7 separate regions of the Mus musculus genome follow, and regions 1, 2, 3, 4, 5 and 6 are each linked to region 7. The links are chromatin contacts, called in public Hi-C and promoter capture Hi-C maps. All regions are on one chromosome and are shown on one strand. The core of a region is the stretch at or near the end of the contact, and the rest is flanking DNA. Distances in the headings are between cores, read along the strand shown.

Region 1 (3,796 bases), core at 87-2,586, 1.5 Mb before region 7:
TGTGTATATATATATGTGTGTGTATATATATATATATATATATATAACAAAAATCTCAGGGTTGGGGAGATGACTCCATAGTTAATAATGCCTGATGCTCTTACAGAGAACCTGTACCCCAGCACCCACATCTGGTGGCTCAGAAATCCAGCTTCCGACATGCTGTGGCCTCTGTGGTGGCTTGCACACTTAACGGCATATACACACAAAGACACACATACATGTAAATAAAATAACTTTTTTGGGGGTGGGGGAGGGTCGAGACAGGGTTTCTCTGTATAGCCCTGGCTGTCCTAAAACTCACTTTGTAGACCAGGCTGGCCTCGAACTCAGAAATCCACCTGCCTCTTCCTCCCGAGTGCTGGGATTAAAGGTGTGTGCCACCACGCCCGGCTATAAAATAACTTTTAAATACATCTCAAACACCCTGTTGACAGCCACTATAGCATAAAGTTGAGCCTAGACCAACTTGGCACTTATAGAGAGACTTAAATATATTTTTTCTTTAATGTTCATTGGTGTTTTGCCTGCATGTGTGTCTGTGTAAGGGTGTCAGAAACCCTGGAACTGGAGTTACAGTTATGAGCTGCCATGTGGTTGCTGGGAATTGAACCCAGGTCCTCTAGAAGAGCAGTCAGTGCTCTTAACCGCTAATCCATCGCTCCAGCTCAAGGGAGATTTCTCTGTCCAGTGGAATCAAGTGGGAAAAGAGTCGCTGAAGTAGCACAGCCTTGACCCTTATTCCCCCTTAGGTGGAAAGTTCATGTACAATTACAAGTACAATTCGCTGGAACAAGGACAATGTGAACGAACACCCAATACAACAATGGCAAGTCGTTTACACAGTTGCCTTCTTTGATCGTTAAGATAGGAAGAGCCTGCCATCATCATCATTTTTAAGGCTCCTGAAATTGCAGCGGGGAACTTGGTCAATAACACAGTGACTACAAATGACTGAACAAGCCCATCTTAGGCTTCACTTGCCAGACGACAGTTTCTGGTTAGTTCACACACGTTGGTACAACTCATCAGAACCGTTCACATTCTTATGTACCTGCTTACAAAGACACTGCTGTACCTGTACAAATCCTAAATAGAGCCAATCTCCTCCAAAGAATTGAGCAAGTGTGTGTGGCCCAAGGCGGTGCTACCTCTTGAACCCGCCCACTTAACACCTCCCTTTACTGCATCAGGAATACTGATCTCAACTTCCATAACTCCTAAGAACTGGAGGAGTAAGCACTGAAAACTACAACTCCCAAGCTCCCTAGCCCGTACACTCTACGGGACCGGTCGGCGCACAGCTTCTGGGACTTGTGGTTCTATGAAGAAACCGGTCGGCTAGGTCCCAAGGACTCCGTATCCCAGCATGCCGAGAAGCCGGAAGGCAAGCGCTCAGAGGGCGTACTGCCGCGGCCGCCGGCGGGGGCGCGCAGGCGCGGCGCCCCTGTTTGTCGGCCCCGGAGAGGGGAGGAGGTACCGTCAAGCCAAAACCCTAGCCCAGCCGGAGCTAAACGGGCTTGACTTGGGCCGGAACGAGGCACCAGTTCCCCGCAGATCGCAGAGTCTCAGAGTGGATGGAGGAAGCCTAGCCTTGAGATTAACGCTAGCCTGGCCGCTGGGCCGACGGAACCCGCAGGCAGGCGAGCCCAAGCTACCCAGGGCCTAACGACAGGTCCCCGGCAAGAAGACTTTCTCCTCGCTTTGGAACTACAACCGGATCAAACCGGAACCAGAGCCTTCCCACGGAACAGAAGCCAGTGAAGTAGCCGGGCCCGGGCCTCCCGTCGGGGCCGAACTGGGACGAGGCCCCGGGGAGGCCCCTAGGCCACCTTCCACACATTCCCTTAAGCCAACGTCCGCCAGGAAGATGCAACGCGCCCTACCTGGTGCCCGCCAACATCTGGGGGCCATCCTGGCCAGCGCCAGCGTGGTGGTGAAGGCACTGTGCGCCGTGGTACTGTTTCTCTACCTGCTTTCCTTCGCTGTGGACACGGGCTGCCTGGCCGTCACCCCAGGCTACCTTTTCCCACCCAACTTCTGGATCTGGACCCTGGCCACCCACGGGCTCATGGAACAGCACGTGTGGGACGTGGCCATTAGCCTGGCCACAGTGGTTGTGGCCGGGCGATTACTGGAGCCCCTCTGGGGAGCCTTGGAGCTGCTCATCTTCTTCTCGGTGGTGAATGTGTCAGTGGGGCTTCTGGGGGCCCTCGCCTACCTCCTCACCTACATGGCTTCCTTCAACTTGGTTTACCTGTTCACTATTCGTATCCACGGCGCCCTGGGTTTCCTAGGTGGTGTTCTGGTAGCCCTCAAGCAAACTATGGGAGACTGTGTGGTTCTGCGAGTGCCCCAGGTCCGCGTCAGCGTCGTTCCCATGCTGTTGCTGGCGTTGCTGCTACTCCTCCGGTTGGCCACGCTGCTCCAGAGCCCAGCCCTGGCTTCCTACGGCTTTGGGCTGCTATCCAGTTGGGTGTATCTTCGCTTCTATCAGCGCCATAGCCGGGGCCGAGGGGACATGGCTGACCATTTTGCTTTTGCCACCTTCTTCCCGGAGATCCTGCAACCGGTGGTGGGGCTGCTAGCGAACTTGGTGCACGGCCTCCTGGTGAAAGTAAAGATATGCCAGAAGACAGTGAAGCGCTACGATGTGGGAGCGCCGTCGTCCATCACTATCAGCCTCCCAGGCACAGACCCTCAAGATGCGGAGCGCAGAAGGTACTGGGAACTTCTCTAAAATCTTGGTAGCTAGACTGTTGGTGTGGCCACATAACCAGCCATTGAGATGTTTGCTCTATATAGGCTGGAGAGCTACAGGCAGGTGTTGGGAGCGGCTTCAGAAAAGGGATTCAGGTCTTGGCCTCGAGGGAACTGAATGTGTAGGTTTCTGGACTCTGTGTACCTCACAACTCGGACCACTAAACCTGGCTACAGAATGCCCAGTTACCTTTGGTCTTGCCTCAGAATTTCCAAATTCTAAGCACTGGTCCAGTGATAGACAGAAACTGTGGCTCTTTTCTCCTGTGATGGGAAATGGGGAAGGAGGTCTTTGTCCTTAAGTCTTTCCCTTCTTAATGTAGGATGATTGGGGTATTACTAAATTTACCCCAATCACCAACGGAGACAGGTTGTGTGCCTCACTGCGAGAGCCTCCTGACCACACCAGGCAGGTCAGAGACCTCTGCATCACCTGCTCAAGTGCAGCATCAGTAATCTCACTGCATTATTCACTGAACACGTTAGCCAAGGCAGGAGAATGCTCTTTGAATTCAGGTCTTACTTTCTGAGACCTATGGACTCTCTACAGTGTTCCCAGCTCCCAGGAGACCCAGTGTCCAGTGTTCTTCCTGAGACTGTTGAGGAAGTTTCTCGCCAACCTTATTCCTTAGCATTTATCACGGGCTCCTGCTTTTGCTCCCCTGTGAAAGGGGTTCCTGACCTCAGGGGAAGAATTCTCTCAGCTCATTCCCCACTGAGGCTCTATAGCTGAGTGTAGCCTCCTTCCTTGAAGGAGTTAGCAGCTGGCAGGTGTGGGAACACAGCCAGGCCATGCTGCAGGCCTAAGTTTGGGCACTACAGCTTGAGTTTTTGGGGAGTGTCCTAAAGACCACTCCATCTTGACCTTACTTAGTAGAGGAAATGGGCTGGGGGCTGAGTTTTTAAGGACAAAGCTGTCCTTAGAGCTGTTCAGATGGGACTGGGCCAGAGCTTGCCCTTGCCCCAGTGAGAAGTCTTGAATTGTGACAGTTGACTGGTCATTCAGAAAGCCTCTCTCCAGGATCAAGAAAGTGGA
Region 2 (3,789 bases), core at 77-2,576, 1.7 Mb before region 7:
GATGTGCTCACCTAACAGTCACACAACTCTGGGTTTGATGCCCACAAATGGGGTTTGGTAATACTTATAAATCCTAGTTTTCAGCAGGTGGAGGCAGGGAAACCAGAAACTCATCTTTTAAGGCCAGACTGGGCTACATGAAATCCTGCTTCAAAAAAGTAAAAAATAAAATACTTGAGTAAAAAGGGAGAGGGGCTGGGAGTTGGGTGTACTGGTGCACACCTATAAGTCCCAGTACAAGGGGGTCTGGAGAAATGCCTCAGTGGTTAAGAGCACTGGCTGCTTTTCCAAAGGACCCAGGTTCAATTTTGAGCACCTACAAGGAGGCTAACAGCAGTCTGTAACTCCAGTACCAGAGGATCCAATGCCCTCTTCTGGCTTCCTTGAACACCAGACACATATGTAGTGTACAGATACGTGTGCAGACAAAACATCCTCACACATGAAACTAATTAATTAAAAATTAAAACCCAAGCACCCAGGAGGTGGAGGATTGCCTTGGTTCAAGACTAACCTGGGCAACATAATAAGTATCGGGCCATCCTGGGTTACACACAGTCTGTTTAGGGGATGGGGTGAGGGTAGTTTTAAATGGTTGGGGATACAGCTCTTGGGTATAGGAAATCGGTACTTCTGTCCTGAGATGAATTTTGCTGTGGATGAAAACTATTATGAGAGGAATAGGTGGGCTATCACACAGATAATTCCATCTCAACATCTCTGGACTGAAGTCTCCAGGAGTCACTTACCAAAAACCGCCCTTGTTCCAAAACACCAGAGTTCCTATATAGGCAGGAAACTGAGACAAAAGAAGAGAAGCAGTTTGCTGTTCAAGGTCATAAATTCAATAGAAGATCAAACTGAATTCATTTTAGGTTTCAAATATTCCAGGTCTGGTGGTGCTCTCACCAAATCTCTGTACCTATGATTTTTGCGGCTTACAAGTCTGCCCCAGTGCGGGTGGAGGTGTCCAGGAGTCAGAATTCTGACCCAGAAAGGACCTGGCTACCTACGGTCCTCTGCCTAACTTCCGGCAGGCCATCAGGGTCAGAGGTATTCTCAGAGAGAATCTCTTTTAGCTGTCCGGTTTCAGGTCCAAGCTCCCGCTGGGAGCAGAGCTATATCTGAGCGACAGGCGAGTGAGCCAATGCTGATCGAGCTTTAGGCGAAGCAGCCAATCAGGGTCCGGAGGCGCTGGGGGGGGCAGGAGGCAAGGCACTCCGGCTCCTGGGGATCCCCCGAGGCTGCTCATCCCAGCCCCACCCCCTCCGTGGTCCGGACCCAGCCCACCCCAGCTCAGGTTGTCAGCCAGCGCAGGCTAATACTAGCTGATCCTGCGCGCACGCAAGGCGGACCTTGAGTCGGGACCTGTCGCCCCCAACGCCCGGGCCTGGGTGTTCCCCCGCCCACGCCTCCTGCGGGTCACTACCAACCTTAGCTTCTCAGACTGAGCTCGGCGCACCGGAGAGGATTAAGTAAGTGCTGAGATCGGCTGCTTCTGAGCAAGAATGGAGAAACCACAGGGTCGTGGAGGCGGGCGTGGGGATTGAGATAGGGAGGACTAAGAGACTCGATAGCTTCTTGGAGGTCGCGGTGCACACCACTTTTACCCCGGTGTTCTTCCCTTCCCCTTTGGACCCCCGAGACAAGCCAATAAAATACTCGGCAGGGTGGCTTCTCTCCTTTTTTTGCCAGTAATAAACAGACTCAGAGCAAGTTAAGGGTCTGGTCCAAGGTCATGGCTGGGATCAGTGACAGAGCCCAGAAGAGAACCTGAGACTTCTTGCTGAGCCAAGCTGGAGAGGACAGAAAGGAATGCGTCTACTCCATGCATGACCCTCTGCCAGCTTTGCTCCTTCCTAAGGGACCATGAACGATATGTGCACACCGCTCATACGTATGTGCACACCTGCAAGAGGAGGCATCCCATGTACACCTATGAGACGCACAGAGAAACATATATGTAGCCATAGGCTAGAAATTCTTTCTCTTTCTAGGTCTGCCCCTCTGCAGCACTGCTAGGACTCATTCCCACTCTGCTTTACCCAAGACCCACAGAGGCTGGGTGATCTTCCATCCTCCGGAGGGAAATAGGTGTTTCAAAGTGAGTATTTCATCAGTGCCTCTGAAGATGTAACTCCGTGCCTTACATCTACGAGTAAAGGAGGTAGCCCAAGGATCACCCCTGCCAACTTCCTTGCCAGAAGATCTAGCTCGGTCTACCCTTCCTGCCTCTTGGTGTCTCTACACCAGCCCCATCCTAGTCCCAACCATAGCATGGGTCTCACAGCTGACTAGGACCAGGGACTGCTGTGTCTAACTCCTCCTGGGTTGTTGGTGGTAGTGATGGGGATTTGGAACATTTATTGGATGCCTTCTGTGCTCATCTAAGTTCTTCCCTCCACACCCCACTGGGGACTGGTTCATTCTGATATACCATTAACCCTACAACACCATGGGGTTGTTCGTAATATTTCCCACTTTGAGAAAAACTAGACACAGAGAAGAGGGGTGACTTGCCTGAGGTTATATCAGGTGTGTCTGAGTCTTGGGCAAGTGTTTCCCAAGCAGAAGGAGGGATGTGGGGTGCAGAGAGTGAGGAGGTAGGAGTAGGAGAAGTAGCAATTACAGAGATAATTGGTGGACTTTTTCCAGGCCTCCTGCATCTTCTCCCATCTTCCAATTATAATCACTATAGTCATCGTACAGGGGTGACAGGGCTTTGCTTTCCTGTCCCTATGTCCCTACAGAAGCCCATGTCCTAATACCCCATAAACTTGACTTAGCTCTGTCTTGAAACCTTTATGTCCTCAGTGCCTTCAGATTCTAGAGGGACTTGATCTCACAGACATGCCCCTAGCTGTAACCTCTACTTTTATTCTTGCCTTTCTAGAACCGAGAGAGGCAGGGGTCTCCTGGTAAGGGTTCTGCTGTGCCAGTGGTCATCACGGTGGCGGGAACGACAGCCTTGGACACTCCTAAGGTCAGAAGTCGGTGGGCAAGTTGACTGAGCCCTGGCAGTCTCCCAGTGTCAGCATGAACTCCAGGGTCCCAGCTACTCAGAGCTGGTTCAGCAGCCACCTGCCCACCACTGAGCCTGACTTGGAGCCCGCCACCGCCGCTGAAGGCTCTACCACCGAGACCGCCACCCTCAGCCCAGAAACCACAAGCTTCAATGACACCAGAATCCCTGATGTGGCAGGTGGTGCAGCTGGTGTGGGCACCATGCTTCTGTCTTTTGGGATCATCACAGTGATTGGCCTGGCTGTGGCCATGGTGAGAGCCGGGGCAAGCTGAAGAAGGTCTGGAAGGCTGTCCTTTGTGGGGAGGGTGACTAGTGTTTAGACTTATAGACAAGCTAATTAGAATGTCTATTAATGATAATTCAATTCCCTCCCACCCACACCTAAGATTTATTTACTGGGGGGCCCAGATAAGCAGTTCTAACTTGGAAGAACCAGCAATGACACATGAATGGCACATGGCGCTTTGGGACTGGGGCTTATAAGACTGGAGTTGGGGAGGGGTCCAGACACAGGGTCTTGAGAGGAAGATGTTTGAAGCAGGTAGGGGTTTTCTGTGAGCAGCAAGCAGGGCAGTGAAGCAGAGGAGTGTGGGAGTTTCAATAGCAGCAGAGGCCAGAGTTAGTTGGGCTATTATGTGGGATGCAGAACCTGGGTGGGAGGCTGTTAGCTGTTAATTTACACATTTACTTGGCAGTTATTGACTGTCTTCCTTTACCCTTAGGACACGACAGGGCTGGGAGAGAAGAGGTCCTGACTTGTGTTT
Region 3 (3,556 bases), core at 150-2,649, 1.5 Mb after region 7:
GTAGATGGCTCAGTGAGTAAAGGCACTTTCTGCCTAGCCTTATGATGTAAGTTACAGGACCCACATGGGAGACAAAAATGGACTCACTGTTATCCTCTGATCTCCACGTGCGCATGTGTGTGGCTCAACACATACCATTCCTATAAAAACAATTTTAAAAATACATTTTAGGCTGGGCAGTGGTGGCACACGCCTTTAACCCCAGCACATGGGAGGCAGAGGCAGATGGATTTGAGTTCTAGGCCACAGGAAAAACCCTGTCTTGAAAAACAAAACAAAAAACCTAGAATCCCAGCACCCAAGAGGTTGTAGGCAGGATGAAGCATTCAAGTGTTCAGGGTAAGTCTTAACTACAGAAGATGTTTGTCTAAACAATACGGCCAAGTTAGCTAGTGAAGGATTCTGTTAGATCACATTTCAATTTATTGGTGATTCCAATTAAAAAATTAGTGGCTAATCAAAGAAAATTCCACAAAAGATCTCAACTATCTAATCTGCCACTTTCATGATAAGCAACTGCTATAAATTCAGCGAGGTGTAAATTAGCTAATAGTTTCACGAAATCCTGCTAATCCAGAAATAAAAAGTTTCTAGTTTAATCTAACTTTTTTTTTTTTTTTTAGTAAGACTAATTAATAACCTTTTCCTCAGGACCACCCCCCCCCCCCAGGTCTAACAAACATAGCCTCTCTGACTTTTAGGGCGAGGGCAGAATACCGCGGTGAGGTGGTTTCGGTGGGAACACGGTGGTGGGGGCTGCGGGAGGCTGGCGGGCGGAGGGCGTGTCCGAGAAGCCCAGGCTGAGAAGCAGCCCCTGCTTAGCTTGGTTTTCGGTGCGCGGCCGAGAGCCAGTTGAAGGGGCGAGAGAGACCGAATAAAGGAGCAAGCGGGCGAGGGCGGCAGCTGCGCTACCTCAGTGCCCGGAGGCCAGGCTCTCCCAGGGCTTCGAAGGATGAAGGCGGGTGTCCTGACGGCCTTGGGCTGTTCCCGGGACGGACGCTGTCCAGGGAGGGGCAGCGGTGGCTCCCCTCCAGCTCCGGGACCCGCCTCCAACACTCGGCCCCGGGACTTATTGTTCCGGGAGGCCGCAGGCTAGGCCTGGCCTGGCCGGCGGGTTGTACCCCGCCCCTGCCAGGGTCGGTGGTGCTGGCGCGCCGACTGGCGGCCGGTGGGCTGCCCTGTGCGTGTCTCTTTAAGGGGCTGGGCCTGCAAGGCTGCAGGGCGGGCGGGGTGCGCGTCGCTTCGGGAGTGAGTGTGTGAGGGTGAGAGCGGCGGGCGGGCGGTTGCTGGAGGGAGGGAGGGAGGGAGGGAGCGAGCGAGAGAGCGAGAGAGCGGGCGGGCGGGCCAGCCAGCCAGCCAGCGACGCCGGCCGCCCCTGCCGCCGCCGCGATCGGACCAGCGGCCGCCTCCCCTCCGGTCCCCTCCCCCGCATCGGCCTGCCGCGGGGAGGGGGCTAGCGTCGCCGCCTCCAGCCGCTCCTCATGAAGCCGCTGCCGTCGCAGCAGCCGCCACCGAAGATGGGGGATTTCTACGATCCCGAGCACCCGACCCCTGAGTAAGTCTCTGCTCCGCGGTCTCCCGCTGTCGTTGGTCGCTCCAGCCCGAGGGCGGCGCGTCCTGACCGGTGGCGGCGCGCGGAGTAACGGGCCCCGGGCGGCTTCTCGCGGTCGTGGTGGAGGGCAGGCCGGGCGGAGCTCCTGGAGGCCGCCTCGCTTGGCCTCGGCTGGCCCGGCGGTTGGGCCTGGCGCGGAGAAGGCTGCTCGCGTCGCCGCGGCGGTTGGGGCGGGCGGCCCGGTGGGGGAGGGGCGGCCACGGCCTCCTCTGCCGTTGCCGCGTCCTCGGTCGGCCTGCTTAGGTTCGGCGTTCCGCGCAGCTCCTCCAGGACACTCGGTGGCGTCCCGGGCTTCTGTTGCAAACCACGGTGCATAGTCCGAGGCGCCGCAAAGGCCGACGCCGGCGTCAGGGCGCCGGCTCGTGTAGGCCGAGAATCCTCGGGCTCGGGTGGAAGCTCGGCCCATCGCCCGGCCTATCGGTGACGGCAACTCGGACCGGAAGGGCCTACCGCGCGTCTCCCCGCTTCGATCCGCGGAGGAGACCCGCGTTGCATTCCCGGTTTTGATATTATTTTTGTTTTTTGTTTTCCCTCCTCCTTGGACACTCAATTCTGGCCCAGTAGAGCGATGAGCTTCATATTCTGCACCTTTGGCGCTTGGGTTTTGTAATGGTGGCAAGGTTTGTCTGGTCCCGTTGTTGAGGTGACAGCAGTTTTGTTTTTTAACCTGAAAGTGAAAACCTGGCAAACATTTCTTGATTATGATGCTTGAACACTTTGGCGTCCTATTTCTTAGGTAATAGAATCTAGAATCTTATCTACAAGGATGGCTTTACTGCGTGTGAAGATTTAGTTAAGAGACCCTTTGTATAGTCTTCTCTAAAGAAGATAGTGTACTTGTAAAGCGAAATACAGTTTTGTCGTATAGTTTCTTTTCAGTACACCTAGGGCATTTTTATATTTCTGTTGGGTGTCAGATGGTGGTGTACACCTGAGATACCAACTGAATTAGGATTGCAGGCAGGCTTCCTCAAAACAACAACATAAGTAAAAAAGCAAGCTTCCACTTCAGAGTCAGGAGTCCGTGCGAAGCTTCCCTAAGCCCTCACAAGATCATTTTGTTGTTTTTAGATAAATGGTTTCACCTTGTTGCCTAGGCTGCTCTTGAATTTACTGTGGCTGGCCTCGAACCTGGGATCCTTCCTCTTCAGCTTCTTCAGTGCTGGGATTGCAGGTGCTGACAACTAAGAAAAACCATTGTTTTACCTCAATTTGCTTGTATTGATGTCTGCACATAGCAACAAAATTCATTCCCAAGTTAAGGTTTGAAGGGATGTCTAGTGAAAAACAAAACTTTTCACTAAATTACCACATTACACATTTTTGGGGGAACCTTTGCCAAAGTTTTTCACCTTGGCTCAGAAACATTTGGATCTTACTTAATAGTTCTTTAGTGTTGTAACACAAAAGTTATTTTGTTGGAGTGTTATCTCCACACACAAAGCAAAATCCTCATGTTGCCTTAAAATAAAATTTCATTGGGAAAATTTTGACAATCCTGTTTTTGACCCAAGAACAGCCTGAGTAGTTTTATACTTGTTTTCTAAGTTTACAGAAGCCCTTTAGTGGCCCATCTTAGTTTGTCTTTACTTGACAGATAATCTTGGTACCCAGACCACCTCTGCGAAGGCTTGATGTGCTCTTACAGCAAAGCTCATCTCTTACTTGTAGTAGGAAACCAGCATGGCTTTGTCTTCTCCTGGGTTTTTGGCTTTGGAATAACACTTAAAGGTTTTTGCTTTGAGACTTGAAAAACCTCAAAAGGAATTTGTATCATTCAATTAATGTAGGTTGCGTGCTTATCATGTACAAAGTCATGTGCTAGCCCCCCAGGAAGGGCAAAGAGCCATGCAGTGACTTTCCAGGTTGCACAGTGAAGCTTCAAAGCTCTAAGGATTACATCCTTTTTTTATTGGAGGAAAACATTTTTCATAATATGTGACA
Region 4 (3,607 bases), core at 128-2,627, 1.7 Mb before region 7:
CCCACCCCACCCACATCACTGTGCCATACCTCTAGGGAACCTTGAATATGATGTGATAAGTGGTTCTCCATCGTCTGTCCAGGGTGGGTCAGCTTATGAGCAAAGCTTGCCCCTTTCCACAAGAGGCCACCAACTCAACTCAAGGGGCCCAGTAGTCAAAAAACACCCTAAGAGGCTCATGGTCCCACCTCAGCGGGCAGGGGCCATGAGGAGGACAACCCTGCACTGAGCCTAAGGAAAACTTAGCCGCATCCCCATAGAAGGAGCTACCTGCAGGGGATAACTAAGAATTTAAGAGCATCCTTTGGGCCTAAACACAAAGCCCAAGCCAGAACCAGAGCGCACAGCCACACCCTCCTGCCTTCCGGGTACAACAGCTCTACTCACATTGACTCCTCCCCTCGCTCTTTGGGACACACCCTCAGTTTAGGTAGGTCAGCCTGTTTCCGTGTATGTGAGGCTAAGAGGACCACGAGTCTGACGCTAGAGGAAGAGTTTGAAAATAAAACAAGATGCCATGTGTAGATGTTTAATAGAGACCCCGGACACAGATACATCCACAGGTTTCTGCTGTTGGACCCTCCATGTCACCCTAGCCCTCAGAGAGATGGGTCACTAACCTTCAGGGCACACTTCTGGCCAGAGCGCCGATGGTAGCACTCCAGTACCTTGCCGTTCACACCCAGACCCAGCACTTGCTTGGACAACTGGTAGTCATCAGTCACCGCGTACTTCTTGGGTTCCCGTCGCACACCTGGGGCCGGAGCACCACCCAAGGCGGACCCGCCGAGCGCACCTGGCGGGGGCACAAGACTCCCCTTCTCCCCTGCTGTCTCGCCATCCATGGCCCCCACGGGGCGCTCGGAGGTAGCCCCAGCCTGGCGCGTCCAGAGGCACCTGAAGGAAAGGGAAAGAGTCACTCCCCACCGGGACTTTTTGGACACACCCCAGCTTTGGTTTCTCCAGAACTAGATTGACTGGGCTCCTGGCCCAAGACAAGCTGGAAACTGCCTGAGAGTACTTACGTACAGCAGGGGGAGGTGATCCCTCAGCCCAGGCACGTGTCAAATTAGGAAGGAGTCCGGCGCTGTATAGCAACAAGGTCTTGAGAACCAGCCATACAGAGACCCAAGAAAGGCGGACCAGGCGAAGGCGCACTTGGTGGCAAAGCACTACACGAAAATCATGGTGCAGGCGAGAGTGGGCAAGAGATAGTGATCCCTGGAGTCCGCTGAGGACCGGAGCCCTGGACCCAGAGTCTCGCCGCCCGCGTCCCACGTGACCCCCCACCCCCGCTTCTCGTCGCGTCATTCAGACTTGGGGCCCCGCTAGGTCAACCTTAAAGGGCCAGGCTAGTCCGGGTTGGGCAGGCCAGGGCAGAGCCCCTGGCAGACTCCGCCTCTGAGTCGAGACAAAATGGGGCGTGGCCTCGTCAAGTTCACTGTAACTTTCGCAGCGCCCTGGGACACCGCTAGGAGCTCCTTCAACTGTTGTACCAGCCTCCTCGGATTTTATCTGTGATCTAGAAAAGTTACAGCGCAAGACATTTTGTTTCTCTTGCGGGCTCTTGAGTGAAGTGTTCTTTTTGCTAGCTGCCAGGGGGCGTTTTAGACTCCCAAAATTTCCAGGTAGCTAAGTGTTTCAGAATTCAACTTTTTGAATGTTTAGTCAGCGTGCCCTGGGAATTGGCATGTTGTTGTCTAACCCGCCACTCATTTCCTGGTTTAGGGCATCTGTCTAACAACTGGCTAGCTTTCCTTTCTATGCACTTCCTGACTAACCTTTTGACTTTGCAATTCACTTGTCATTCCAAATAAATGTATTGGGCCACATTCATACTTCCCTGGACCACTTACAGCCCGTAGCCGTAAGTTGAACACACTTGGGACGCTCTTGAATCAGAAATCTCGATTTCCCATTTGGTCAGCTGCATCAACTTTTCACCTCGTGATTTGAGCTTTAGGTTCTAAGAATCTCAACTAATAAAAGTTCAAGTTCTGGCCATGGTGATGAACACCTGTAATTGCAGCGCGAGGAAGGCTTAGGCGGGAGGATTGTGAGGCTAACCTAGGTTACATCGTGAGGCTATGTTTTTAAAAAATAAAATTAGCTGGGCATAGTGGCCTATGCCTTTAATCCCAGCGCTCTGAAAGCAGAAAAAGACGGACCTCAGTGAGTTCGAACCAGCCTGGTCTGCAAAGAGAGTTCCAGGACAGCCAGAGAAACTCTGTCTCGAAAAACCAATCAATCTTTTGTTTTGTTTTTGTTGTTTTTTGGTTTTTTGAGACAGGGTTTCTCTGTGTAGCCCTGGCTGTCCTGGAACTCACTCTGTAGGCCAGGCTGGCCTTGAATTTAGAAATCCGCCTGCCTCTGCCTCCCAAGTGCTGGGATTAAAGGCGTGCGCCACCACGCCCGGCTCAATCAATCAGCCTTAACATTAAAATCCATTTCTTCCATCCAATTCCTCTATTCGCTTTAAATTTTTCCCTTCTGCACTTAGACCTTCACCTTTTAGCCTATCATAGATATTTTGAGCCAACTTTCCCACAAGTCTACAGAGCAGGCGGCGCCACAGGCAAGCCCTCTGAGCAGGTCTCTGCTGCCATCTACAGACTATATTCAGAACTGCAGCCACCCGGACCTCTGTCCCACCCAAAGGAGGCTGTGTCCGGCCTTCCACCACAACACACACAAAGATGCCTGGGCTGCACTCTGCAACTGTCAGTGGCCAACAGAAAATTGGTGCCCTTCTATTTGTACAACTGCATCCAGGTTCCTGATAACCACTCGGGAAGAGCACTGCAATTATTCATGGGTAGCTTGTCTCCTTAGAAATTGGTAACTGTCTTCTCCAGGCAACCTTCAAGCTAGCAACAATCAGTGAAGCAGAGATCACTAGATAAGAGCCTCAGATGGTCACTAGGAAGCACTTCCTGCAGACCAAGAAATGCTCTACCTGAACACCTCACTGAGACAGAGGAAGGAAGATATCACCATCCCTTTAGACACACACTGAAAACACAGAAGAAAAACAAGCCCAGAGAGGTGAGTCATGTGACCTGCTTGACATCAGCAACTAATAAAAGAGAACTGCCCCTCATCTCAATCCCAGAGTGCAACCTCATGGTTGGGCTTAAGGTTGGAGGTCAAGGAATGACCTCCTCCCATGGAGTTTCTTTCTTGGCTCTACTAATCCACATGTGCAAGCATACGCTCATACATGCACTCACACAGTGCACACAAGAGACACACGGATAGTCACATACACAGACAGATACATACAGGCACATGTATTCACACACACTTATGCCTAGCTGTATCTAGGGTCAGGTGGGATCATAGTCCCACCTATTAATCAGACCCAGGATCTAAGAGATTGAAGGAAGGCATACAATCTGGAAGTGTTGTTTCCAGGAGGCCGGGGCAGGCGCTGCAACCAGCTTAAAGCTAGTGAACCCAAGGCTCAGTAAGGTCTCATTCTCTCTGAGCATGACTCCACAAGGAACGGAAAGTTAGGTAACTGAGAGTAGAGGCTGGGGCTGGATTGTATGTGCCCCGATATATACATACATACATACATACATACATACATACATACATACATACA
Region 5 (3,954 bases), core at 43-2,542, 1.4 Mb before region 7:
CCTTCCCTGGATCTCTTGCAGCTTCAGGCCTTCCTCACTGACACACTACTCGACCAGTTGCCCAATCTTGCCGATCTGAAGGGTTTCCTGGCCCACCTGTCCCTGGCTGAAACCCAGCCCCCTAAGAAGGACCTAGTGTTAGAACAGGTAAGGCCCTAGAACATGCTTGGGAGTGCTTGGGACGGTGGTCCACTTTTCCGGCTCCTTCCTCCCTGTCTCCATTACACTTTTTTAGATCCCAGAAATCTGGGATCGCCTGGAGAGAGAGAACAAAGGGAAATGGCAGGCTATCGCCAAGCACCAGCTTCAGCACGTATTCAGCCTCTCGGAGAAGGATCTTCGTCAACAAGCACAGAGGTAAAGTCCACTGAGTGGCTGAAGTCACGTGCATAGGACCAAGGAGGGAAGGTCACCTAGTGCTTCTGTGCACCTACCTGCCCGGTCCGTCCATTCAGCTCTTCTCGACTCCTCCCCCAGGTGGGCTGAAACCTACAGGCTGGATGTCCTAGAGGCAGTAGCTCCGGAGAGGCCCCGCTGCGGCTACTGCAACGCAGAGGCCTCCAAGCGCTGCTCCAGATGCCAGAATGTGTGGTATTGCTGCAGGTGAGGCGATCCTGGGACCTTAGTTGCCCCCCTAAGCTCCAACCCTGGGTTCTCCTACAAGCCCTGTCATTGTCATGCAACCCACCCCGCTGCAGGGAGTGTCAAGTCAAGCACTGGGAGAAGCACGGAAAGACATGTGTTCTAGCAGCCCAAGGTGACAGAGCCAAGTGAAGGCCGTAGCTGCCGAGGGCCGACAGAAGAGCGCACCCAGACTGTGACTGAGCTTCAGGGACTCGTGGCTCGCCCCTGTCAGACCTCAATTTCCCTGGTGAGCACAGCTGAGTCAAGTAGAGCTGCAAACCACCACACTCTTCACTTCCTGCCCCACCCAGCGAATACGCAGAGGACCAGGCCACAGCATCAGCAAACTGGCAGACAGGGTTGGGGGGTGTAAGCAAGGGCCGGATGTGGAGACCCTCTTCCTTTCGCACAATAAAGCAGACTCATGAAACGCAACAGTGTGGCGCTGTACAGTCATCCTTGGGGTCGGGGGAGAAGACTGGACGGAAAGATTGGGAAGGGGCTCTTTGAAAGGGCCCACCCCTGTGCCGTGCCCCGCCCACAAGTCCACACGGTCGGCTCGCCTAGGGTTCCAGCGCGTCCTCCTCGGCTCTTTCCCGCCGCCCTGCCTGGATCCTGGGGGCGGTGCCGAAGTCGCGGCCCGCCCTGCGGCCTCGCCCGCTCGGTACTCACTAGCTGCTAGTCCGCTACAGCACCGGCCTGACCGGGCCATGTCGGCGGAGCCAGAACTCATTGAACTACGCGAGCTGGCACCGTCCGGGCGCATCGGTCCAGGCCGTACCCGGCTGGAGCGTGCCAACGCTCTGCGCATCGCCCCGGGTACAACACGCAATCCGTCACAGCAGCACGTCCCGGGTCGTGGCCACCGTTTCCAGCCTGCAGGGCCCACCACGCACACGTGGTGCGACCTCTGTGGAGACTTCATCTGGGGCGTCGTGCGCAAGGGCCTACAGTGCGCGCGTGAGTAAGCGGCCCCACACAGCCAGCGACTACGGAAAGGGAGGCAGCACCATAGTTGCGGGTCAAGCGGCAGTGGAGGGCTGGTCAGTTGTGATGATCCTGCAGACCAGATCTCCTGGCCTTGCTCCATCAGGGAGAGTGCTTGAGAAAATGGTTTATCACTTGTCACGCTCTGTCCGTGCACAGTTGGGCAGAGTTAGTTGTCTGTGAATAAGAAGGTGCTTCAAGTTTGTCTTTAAAGTGCTTGTGCCCTTTCTTGAAAAGCCTTTGTGCCTGCTGAGCTCTGAGCCTACATTCCGAGGCCCGCCTCTTCCCAACGATTGGCTCACTGTGTTCCCCCTCTAGATTCCTGGGTGACGTCTCCCACATTAATAGGGGGCCAGAAAAAGTTAGAACCTTAGTTAGGCTCCTTGTTAGTAGGAATTCTATTGAAACTTCAGTCAAGGTTGTTTTGAGTCAAGGATGCAGAGGCTAAAACATGGAGTCCAGCCACACACACAATGAGTGGTCCTTCTGACCTAGGAATTACCAGCAAACAGAACCACGCAGGACAATATATACCTTCCAGTCTCCTCGCGCCTACTTCTCCTCTCAGACTTGTTGACTCCGTTGTTGAAAGTGGACCTTAGGCATCCTGGTTTTTCTGTTTTGGTTTGGTTTTTTGGTTGTTTTGTTGTGTTTTAAGACAGGGTTTCACTCTGCAGCCCTGGCTTGCCTAGAACTCTCTATGCAGACCAGGCTGTGACAAGCAACCCACCTGCCCCTGCCTCCCAAGTTCTGATGTATAGTTTTGAGTTGAGAATCGGTGCTTTGGGCCATATAGGAACTTAAAAATGGCACTGTAGGCCTGTGTGTGCCTCCAGATCATCTCATTCACTATACAAGTATGTCACAAACTCAGCTAGTGTAGCAGTTTGTGACAGAATGCCACATGAGAGCAAGAGCTGCGGCATCTCAGCATTCACAAGGAGAAAGAAAGCTGCTCTGGGGTTCTTGTCTAGGAAGCAAGACAGTTTGGGAGATAAGGAAGAAACCAAAGGCAAATGGAGGGTTTGCTTCAGATTGGGCTTACAGTGATAACTTGTTGAGATAGGAACCCTGGGGTGGAGTGAAGTGGGGAAAAAAATGACATTTTGGCCATATTCATTAGAAATCTTCATTAGACATTAATGTGAAGGCACTGCACATAGGATTTGGTCTGAAGAGGCCGATCAGTGCTGCCTGGGATCTGGATCAGGTGAGTGTAGTCAGAGCTGGGACAGTACCCAGGTGAGAAACCTGGACATCAACTATGAGACCTGGGCCTTTATAGAACTAAGGAGAGGCTGCTGGCAAGAGCGGCAGAGGAGTGAGAAGGAAGCCTGGCCAGTGGGTGCTGCCCCTGGGAGTCAGGAGGAGCAAGCAGGAACTGAAGGATTTAACAATCCAGATAATGGGTACAGAAGTCAAAACGTTAGACATGTCCACTGGACATTGTGGCTCGTGGACAATAATCCTAACACTGGAGCTGTTGGAGGCAGGAGGATCACCAAGTTCAAGGTTACCATTTGGGGCTAACCTGAACTCTATGAGATTCTTTCTCAAAAACCAAAATAGACTTGTGTAAACAAGTGGAGACTAATAGGTTTTTTTCGGCCGAAGAAGTAAGCCAATTCAAGCGGAATTGAGAGTATGAAAGGAGGTTTATTGGGGGCGGCAGGTTCACCGATCCCAAGGAAGGAGGCTAGGGAAGTCGCCATGCAGACAGGGTAAGAGGGAGGATGTGTACGCAAGGAGAAAGAAATGCAGAGACAGAAAAAGAGACAGAGGAGGGGAACGAGGACAAAATGTCTGGATTATATAGGTAAGAGCCTTTGGGGGAGGGGAAGCCCAGTTCTGGTATGCCAGCTATATCCTGCAAGAGGTGTGGGCTAAGGGATGCTCGGGGAATCTGGAGGCCAGGTCTGCTTTGATGCGTTACATATGCACCTCTGCCGCTCGTCTGAAACCCAACAACAGGGGCAGAGGACAAATACAGGAAGTCGTAAATTAAATGCCTTTGTTTTCAAGTTAATGGCAAAGCTAAGTAATAGCTCGGCACAAGTGTTAAGCATGCTTGGATCCCTAACCGCCTGAGGCCTCCCAGCAAGTGTCCAGAGGTGCCTAACCGAGGCCTCTGGGATCGGTGTAGCAGTGGGCGGTAACCGGCTGGAGAAAAGGCCAGTGAGCCCCAAAACCTGTTAACAGAGGCTCCCTCATTCAGTGGGTCACTTCGCCGAGCTCCCCCGCCTCACGGCCAGCCCTTTCTGCAGACTGCAAGTTCACCTGCCATTACCGTTGTCGCGCGCTCGTCTGCTTGGACTGCTGCGGGCCCCGAGACCTGGGCTGGGA
Region 6 (3,475 bases), core at 721-3,220, 1.7 Mb after region 7:
GCTTTATGGAAGACAAGTGCTACCTTTTAGTTTCGCCTAGTGTTGAGCTGGATGGAAGGAATCATCAGTCGACTGCAGGACAAACCTACCTGCAGAGGAGCGGCGTCCTTACCAAGTTTAGGATACATACAGTAGCCCACTCCCTCTAGGAATCCTGCCCAGGTGCTCCATTGCTGGGAGCCCCTCCTCCCAGGGCCCGGCACTTGTCAGTCATTTTTTGTTCCTTTGGCCTGAAGGAGGTGGGTGCCTCATGCCGGCTTTAATGAATGAAGAAACTGAGGCTCAGACAAGCCAAATGAGAATTGCAGGGACAGCAGGAACAAGGGATCTAGGCCTGGCTGAGTCATTTCTGGGCCACTGTCACCAACACCCTGTCTGTCCTTTCCTTGTGACTGGACTGTGAAGTGAGGGAGCCCCTGGTGTTGGGTGGGAACCAGCTTCTTTGTTAGGGGTAGGGGAAAGTTTGCTAGGTCCAGATGGCTCCTATTGGTCCTAGGGATCGATCAGTATGAAGCGCCCTATGCATCTTAGTATGAGCTTACCTTTCCTGAGCACAGATACCCTCTATGCCAGGGGCTGGCAGCCACCCCGTCTCCTACTGTAAGGGAAGGTCCCAGACAGAACCAGGTTAACCCAGGATAACACCGAGCTTAGGAAACGGTGACATTTGAAGGGAGCTGTTAGGGAAGATCATTCTCCTTTGGGCCAGCTTTATAACAGAAGCCCCAGACAGGGAGCCACGTTGCTCATGGGCTTGCCATCTCCTGGAAGAGGAGGAGGAGAAGAAAAGAAGCAAACGCATCTGTGACCATCTGCCGCAGTCAAACTCCTTCTTCTCCTTTTGTTTTGTGAGACAAGATTTCTCCATGTAGTCCTGACTATCCTGGAATTCGCTTTGGAAACCAGGCTGGACTCCAACTCAGAAATCCATCCACCTGCCTCTGCCTCTCAAGTGCCGGGATTAAAGTCGTGCGCCACCACGCCCGGCTCCGTCAACCTCTTTTTATACTGGGAGGAGAGAGTAATTCAGTGGCACTTATTCGGCCCTGGTTGCTGTTTGCTCTTTTTTTTGTTGTTGTTTGTTTGTTTTTCGAGACAGGGTTTCCCTGTATAGCCCTGGCTATCCTGGAACTCACTTTGTAGACCAGGCTGGCCTCGAACTCAGAAATCTGCCTGCCTCTGCCTCCCAAGTGCCAGGATTAAAGGCGTGCGCCACCACGCCCGGCTGCTATTTGCTTTTAAGCAGGTAAGGTAGCCTGACTCTGATTATGCTGCAGCTCCCGAAAGAGATGCGAGATCATTCTTGAGTTCAAAGGAAAAGGCCATGTAGCCAGGCCTCGAACTCAGCAGTTCTGGAGCCAGAGAGTGGATAGCAAGGCTTATGCGCAACAACTCATCAGGCGAGTGAGTGCAAGCTGCCACTGGCACTCTGTAGAGAAGGGAGAGGCTGACCTCAGAGTGAGTTGGGAATGAGAGTGGCCAAGGAAGGTTTCTGGGTGTTTGTCTGGTAGTGGTGCGTTAAGACAAGGTTATCTTACGTAGCCCAGACTGAACCCGACCCCATAATTTTGATGCCTCAGCCTCTGAAGTGCTGGAATTACAAACGTGCACCACCTCACCCGGCTCAGGGAATGTTTCTCAAGGCATTCGCTCTTGAAGAATTGGCACAAGTGGATAAGGATGGCTAAATATTCCAAGAGGGCAGTTAGGAGAGGTGGGTGGTGGTTAGGCAAAACCAGAGCAATCGACTCTCTCTATTCTCTTCCTCTCAGGTCTGATTCTATTTGCTTTCTCACAAATTAAGTGTCGGACAAATCGAATCTTAACGCCTTTGCCCACAACCCAGCCGGCTCACTCGCTGTACAGGTGCTCCAGATCAAGGGGCGTGGACTTTTGTATCAACTCAGCATTGATTGGTTCTCAGGGCTTCCGGCTCTCCATTGTCTCCCTTGGATTGGCCGTAAGACATTCTCCTGCTCACTGAGCCTGCGCGAGGCAGAAGTGAAAAGGAGGTGGGGGCCTCCGAAAAGATGGCGGCTGCTCCTGCCGGTGTGGGCCGCCTAGAGGAAGAGGCGCTGCGGCGGAAAGAACGGCTGAAGGCCCTCCGGGAGAAAACCGGGCGCAAGGTGAGGCACGGTGGAGTGAGAGCTGCGGGTATGGCGGCCAGTGCTCTGGGCCAGTGGGAAGGCGGAGGATTACCAGGGAACCACTGAAGCCAAAGTGCGCGTGCGCGTAGCGCATGCGCAGTGGGACGGCGCTGACCTCTGAGATAGGCTCGTTTCTTGAGTGCAGGGGCGGAGCTCGCGCGTGCGCCTTAGGAAGTCGTTTTCGGGCGACAACCCAGATATTTTATCCATCATGGTAGTTGTTGCAAGGCCGGCTTTTAACTACATGTTTGTTGGGCTCGGCGGTTTTTTTGTTTATTTGTTTGTTTAAGTTTTTGATTGGCCCCATTGGCCGTGCCTTCCAACACCTACCACCAGGGCTCCCTTGGGTAGGACAGCTAGTGACCTTTCTGGGTGGACTGCAGGGAAAGAAGGCTGCCGTTTCTTTCCCGTCTTGGCTTACTAGTCCTATTAGTTGCCAGATTCGAAAAACACTTTTCCTTCCTTTCGGTAGCCACCGAAATATGGTCTGGATTCATCCTTACTTGCTGGTCTTTCCAAAGAAATGAAATTCACTACTTGTGTGCAGATTTTGGCTGTGTCTTTCGACACGGTGAGACTTAGGACAAATTGTTTCATGTTCCTAAGCCTGTTTGTTTGTTTTTGTGTTTGTGTTTTCACTTCTCCAGTAGAGGAATAAATAACACAGTCACTTTTGTGGGTTATTTTGCCATATAATAGGGAAAATCAGTGATTGAGGCTTGTTTCACCACACCTGACCTGCAGTAAGTTTTGAAATTAGTCTTAAGTCGTGTACCTAGTTCCTTCTCAAGACCATTTTTTTTTGGCTATTGAAGTTCTTTTGAGAACATCAGCATGGGAAGCTGGAAGATGTTGGCTCTTTGTTACATAGGCAAAAAAACAAAACAAAACCAACCAACCAAACAAACAAACAAAAAACGGTGTCCCTCATTCAACAACAACAAAAAACATTTGGCAGAGGTGGAGGAAATCAGAGACTCCACTTCCGACTTACTAAACAAAAAAAAAAAAAAAAAAAAAAAAAACCGAGATTGGTCAGTCTCGGTTGGCTTTGTTTTCCTTTCGGAATAGCTGCCTACCTTGTAGCATACTATGAGAAAGCGAAAGGGAAGTAGTGAGAGCGACCGACCGCTGGCCCAGCAGGCTTCTGCTTTCCTTGGCAGCCTAGAGACCCATCAGATGACTACCCTCCTGCCCTTCAGACCCAGGGAGGCGCAGGCTTGGCTCTCATCCTCATCTGTCACTCTCTCTGATACTCTTGAGGCAGGTTCTCTCCAGGAGCCGGAAGCTTGTGGTTGGTTGGTCGGTTGGTTGTTTAGGCTACGCTG
Region 7 (3,889 bases), core at 951-3,450:
AGGGAGCCGGGAAGTGGGCCCTCGGAACTGATGTTGACCTATGGTCTGTGGATAGATGGACTTGAGAGGGTGTGTCTGGGTCGGCTGGGGGTGAGCTCAGAGGAGTGGGAGGTAGAGAGCTACATTTCCTGAAACCAGGTTCAGACTGGGTGTGGAGATGGCTCTGCCCTGGCTACCAGCTCTTGAGTAACAGCCGGGAGTTCTGGGGAAGAGGATGAGACACTGATGGGGTGCTGGGTACCCATGTGTATCTAAGGTGGCAGCCTTATGAGGACTGACCATGAGGTTTCTATGGCTGACTGTGGTCCCAAGATGACCTAGGCCATGGCCAGGACATAGGCAGGGACAGAAGGAGTAGCTTCAGAAAAGGAGTTCACAAGAGGAACCCTGTGGGTGTGCTCCAAGCTGCTCATTTCCCTCTGGGAATGGAGGGAGGATTCTGCAACTGGCAAGGAGGTAAGAGGAAATGAATCTCTGCCCAGAGCAGGGTAGTTCCCAAAATAGCCGGCCAGAGCTGGTACCAGGGAGGCCCCAAATGGGCTTCTGAATTTTATTTCCTGGTGCAGTGGTTAAGATATCTTGGTCACAGTCCTTCTGTCTATGCCAAACTCTGGAGAGTTGGTTTGAGACTTGATGAACTGACCCAAAGCAGAGACGTGAAAGGAAGGGATGTGGGCCAATTGTGAACGGGGTCAGCCTTGTTTTTCATGTCCCTAGCTTCTGGCTGGGCATATGTGAGGCAGGAAACCTGCCAGGGGTTTGGTGGAGGGCATCACTAGAGGGTAGTGAGATCGAGATTCAAACCCTGTTGCTGGGGCCTGCACAGAAAATATACAGTTTGGAGAGGCGGGGCTGAGCAGAAAGAAGAGGCCTGAGCTTTCTGGAGACTGGTGGGGGTCAAACGCAGAAGAGTGACTTCCGAACACCACCCCTCACTGGCCTCTAAGGGGTCATGTTCACTGGGGGTCGCCCAGCTGGAGAATTCGTTCATATGGTACCACTTTAGCCCTTAAGCCTGAGCTGCCAGCCCTGGCCCTGGGCCCTTGTCCCAGTACATTTTCAAAGGCAGAGAGGGAGGTAATATAATGAATGAGAACGCCCACATGTTTTTAAACAGATTTCTGAGGCTGACACATTTAATCTGTACCACAGTCTTGTAAAATTGATGACGTCTGCATCTCATTTTCCTGATGAAGAGACAGAAGCTCGTTAAAAAAAAAATTCATTATTAAAACACTAATTGGGGCTGGGGTTAGCTTACTTAGCATACACAAAGCCTTAGGTTCTCTAGGTTCGATTCCCTGCATAAACTCTGTGGAAACACTGGAGCTTGGAAGGTGAAAGCAAGATGAGCAGAAGTTCAAGGTTATCCTCAGCTACACATTAAGTTCCAGGACAGCCTGGCAACATGAAACCAGCCCTTCTTCTCCCCCCCAAAAGAAAGAAAAACCAAACAGCAATAAAATTATAATTGGTAAAATATAAATCCTGGGAAGAAAATCAGAATACTGCTTAGTGAGACCCCAAACAGCTTGTTCATATATTTCAGAGATTTAGCCTAAATTCCCCAGCAGCCAGGCCAAAACATGGTCGATTTTGAGATGTATTCTGTGTTTATGTCCCTAAGAGAAGGGAACTTTTTCTGTGTGGTTGAACAAGTTGTTCTTGTGGACCCGGGAAGTTTCAAGGCTAAAAGCAACCGAGGAGGAACGAAGAAGGTCCAGGAGGGCGCAGCGGTGGTTGACTTCCAGGGCAGCAAGTCAGTCATTAGAGCCATTCAGGGACAAGTGCCACGCTGGTCCAGACTATCCGGCTCTGAGGATCACGCAGGCCTGCTCAGCTTCTCCGTACCCTTCTCAGTAGGCGACTGTGAGGTCACATTTCTCAAGGGAGTAAGAGGCCACACAAGCTTTGGGGCAGGGCTGCAGCACCCTGGGCGGGACCATGAGTGGGGCCTATGCATATAAGAACAATCTGGTTGAGTACAGTAAACTTCACATCCGGGGCGGGGTCTGCATAATCCGGGTGTCAAAGGTAGCTAGTATTGAGCATGCGCGTTATCAACTCTGGTTTGACGGATGGGGCGTGCTTAGTCCAAAAGAAGCTATAGTAAAATTGGGCATGCGTAGTCGTAGGCCAGTGCCTCTTTAGTTTGGGTGGAGCCTATTAGTTCTGGGGCGGGCCTGCGAGAAGATTGACAAGAGTTGGAGCCGCTAGAGGGTGGGCGGGGCCGGAGGGGCGGGACCTCGGGTGGCCCGAGGTGGCCCGGTTGCTGGGTGAGTAGCAGCGCAGTCCGATTCATCCCAGCCCAGGGATGGCGTCTCCACGGGAACTGACCCAGAATCCCCTGAAGAAGATCTGGATGCCGTACAGCAATGGCAGGCCCGCTCTGCACGCCAGCCAGCGTGGTGGTAAGACCGGGGTCCTAAAGGAGAGAGAGAAGGTGAACCCTGATGGGTGGGTAGACGGCCTAGACGAGGGTCTCGAGTGAAAAGGCAGGAGACTGGTAGAGAAGCAGGCACCGGTGAGGCTATTGTAACTGGTGGGCGGAGTCGGGGACAGGTGAGAGGCTGAGAACAGGTGAGCGGGAGTGACCGTGGTACCGTGACAGTGGCCCGCAGAAGTGTGGTGAAGCAGGAGTGGGGACAGATGTGAGGGGACATCTCAGTCTGTTGGAGACTGGGTCTGACCCAGTGGATAGGCACCGACCCGAGCTGTTTCCAGTGCCTGTGTATAGAAGAGGACTTCGTTTGTGGCCGTGGCTCTTTACTCTCTCCTGGCCACAGAGTGGGCTAGCGGGAAGTCTGGCTGGAAACTGAGTTGTGTAGCTCCAGACAAGGCAGTTGGCTTCTTTGAGCTGAGAACTTTTGAAAGCCTAGCCATGGGCTAGTTAGTAGTCCTCAGGTACCCCTTGGTTTTAATGCCAAAGTTTTAGAGGAACTTTGGGGGAGTACAGTTGTCAAGATTTGGACAGTGGGAACGGCACACCATATGGACCTATATCTGTGCCCCTGGATGTGGAAGCACCCACTTGAGTTCACTGTTAAATAACTGCACAGGAGAGTCAAACATCAAAGAACTATGCTGGAATTTGTGAATTGCGAAGTGACTTACCTCTTCTGGGATCCTGAGTGTTCTCATCTACTTCCTTGGCTTTTCTGTTTGTTCTTGAACGAGTCTGTAATTTTTTATTGACAGGGAAAAGAAAAAAATTGTTTTATAAGTAACTCAAATATTGTAATGAATTTGCAGCTTGGCAAAGACCTCAGAGAACATCTCGTACAACTGGTGGCGCAGATATGGAAATGGAGATCAGGCTGTTGTGTGATGTGCCAGGGTCTCCGTGCATTCCTAAAGGCTGCTGTGTGTGATAAGGGAGGGGAGGGTCCTCTACGCTTCTGTGGCCAAGGCCAGCCTGAGGCCACGACTTTGACCATTACCATAATGAGAGGGGTTGGGAGTGGGGAAGGCGTGTGTTATATGATCATGACTTGGGTCCTCCTAGAATGGCAGTAGTTCAGAAGCAGACTGTGTTCCTGTGGGTGGTGGCTCTGACCACAGTATGGGTACTGGTGGAGCCATAGCTGTGCAGACAGACACATTCTGAGTCCTCAGGGGCTGTGGATTTAGCCTGGCCAGCTTCCAAAAGGAAGAATTAATCAGAAGCTCCTTGCCAGTCTATTAGGACAGCCGTCCAGACCAGAGGGTGGCTGCCCCCGTTACAGAAGGGCAGGGACCTGGACTTTGGGGACAGTAACGCTCAAGCCACATCCTGGACCAGCTGTGTGATCTTGGACAAGGAGCCAACCCTTAGACCTCAGCCTAGGATGAGACCATTGTCATTTTTGCCTCTAACAAGTAAATACTTGAAAATTGGAAGCAAGCTGGG

Evidence for each region. Promoter capture Hi-C pulls out the DNA fragments that hold promoters and counts their contacts. Hi-C and Micro-C count contacts between places; a contact is called where the count stands out from the background. Capture Hi-C pulls out chosen DNA fragments and counts their contacts.
Region 1: a contact with region 7 is called in a Hi-C map of CD8 T cells, with 3 times the contacts expected there. The contact joins the promoter of Tmem115 here to the promoter of Pfkfb4 in region 7. A contact is called at or near these places in 3 of 39 promoter capture datasets (liver and pre-B cells), 2 of 484 Hi-C or Micro-C datasets (CD4 T cells and CD8 T cells) and 2 of 9 other capture datasets (adipose tissue and liver).
Region 2: a promoter capture Hi-C map of adipose tissue shows a contact between it and region 7, with 3 times the contacts expected there. The contact joins the promoter of 6430571L13Rik here to the promoter of Pfkfb4 in region 7. A contact is called at or near these places in 1 of 39 promoter capture datasets (liver) and 1 of 9 other capture datasets (adipose tissue).
Region 3: a contact with region 7 is called in a promoter capture Hi-C map of pre-B cells, with 1.8 times the contacts expected there. The contact joins the promoter of Setd2 here to the promoter of Pfkfb4 in region 7. A contact is called at or near these places in 1 of 39 promoter capture datasets (pre-B cells) and 1 of 115 datasets of contacts at active chromatin or transcription factors (astrocytes).
Region 4: a promoter capture Hi-C map of liver shows a contact between it and region 7, with 2.2 times the contacts expected there. The contact joins the promoter of Mapkapk3 here to the promoter of Pfkfb4 in region 7. A contact is called at or near these places in 3 of 39 promoter capture datasets (liver and pre-B cells) and 1 of 115 datasets of contacts at active chromatin or transcription factors (thymic regulatory T cells).
Region 5: a contact with region 7 is called in a promoter capture Hi-C map of liver, with 4 times the contacts expected there. The contact joins the promoter of Rassf1 here to the promoter of Pfkfb4 in region 7. A contact is called at or near these places in 5 of 39 promoter capture datasets (the C10 cell line, liver, neutrophils and 1 more), 2 of 115 datasets of contacts at active chromatin or transcription factors (bone marrow-derived macrophages and double positive thymocytes) and 2 of 9 other capture datasets (adipose tissue and liver).
Region 6: a contact with region 7 is called in a promoter capture Hi-C map of pre-B cells, with 9 times the contacts expected there. The contact joins the promoter of Ccdc12 here to the promoter of Pfkfb4 in region 7. A contact is called at or near these places in 2 of 39 promoter capture datasets (the C10 cell line and pre-B cells).

What each region holds. Positions count from the first base shown.
Region 1 is chr9:107,532,609-107,536,404 of GRCm38.p6, forward strand. It overlaps Tmem115 (transmembrane protein 115), which reads left to right and starts at 1,337. Exons shown (of 2, transcript NM_019704.2): 1 at 1,337-2,721. The coding sequence starts at 1,871.
Region 2 is chr9:107,339,314-107,343,102 of GRCm38.p6, forward strand. It overlaps 6430571L13Rik (RIKEN cDNA 6430571L13 gene), which reads left to right and starts at 1,327. Exons shown (of 6, transcript NM_175486.3): 1 at 1,327-1,475; 2 at 1,998-2,104; 3 at 2,894-3,276. The coding sequence starts at 3,037. It also overlaps a transcript of Hemk1 not described here.
Region 3 is chr9:110,531,198-110,534,753 of GRCm38.p6, forward strand. Setd2 (SET domain containing 2) reads left to right here and starts at 1,400. Exons shown (of 21, transcript NM_001081340.2): 1 at 1,400-1,555. The coding sequence starts at 1,482.
Region 4 is chr9:107,288,500-107,292,106 of GRCm38.p6, forward strand. Mapkapk3 (mitogen-activated protein kinase-activated protein kinase 3) reads right to left here and starts at 1,378. Exons shown (of 11, transcript NM_178907.3): 1 at 1,026-1,378; 2 at 621-897. The coding sequence starts at 845.
Region 5 is chr9:107,550,263-107,554,216 of GRCm38.p6, forward strand. It overlaps Rassf1 (Ras association (RalGDS/AF-6) domain family member 1), which reads left to right and starts at 1,293. Exons shown (of 6, transcript NM_001243748.1): 1 at 1,293-1,584; 2 at 3,876-3,954. The coding sequence starts at 1,335. It overlaps Zmynd10 (zinc finger, MYND domain containing 10), which reads left to right. Exons shown (of 12, transcript NM_053253.4): 9 at 22-147; 10 at 236-357; 11 at 478-603; 12 at 699-1,059. The coding sequence ends at 774. Gm34106 (predicted gene, 34106) reads right to left here and starts at 575. Exons shown (of 2, transcript NR_168657.1): 1 at 435-575.
Region 6 is chr9:110,654,533-110,658,007 of GRCm38.p6, forward strand. It overlaps Ccdc12 (coiled-coil domain containing 12), which reads left to right and starts at 1,971. Exons shown (of 7, transcript NM_028312.3): 1 at 1,971-2,126. The coding sequence starts at 2,031.
Region 7 is chr9:108,989,702-108,993,590 of GRCm38.p6, forward strand. It overlaps Pfkfb4 (6-phosphofructo-2-kinase/fructose-2,6-biphosphatase 4), which reads left to right and starts at 2,201. Exons shown (of 14, transcript NM_173019.5): 1 at 2,201-2,411. The coding sequence starts at 2,315.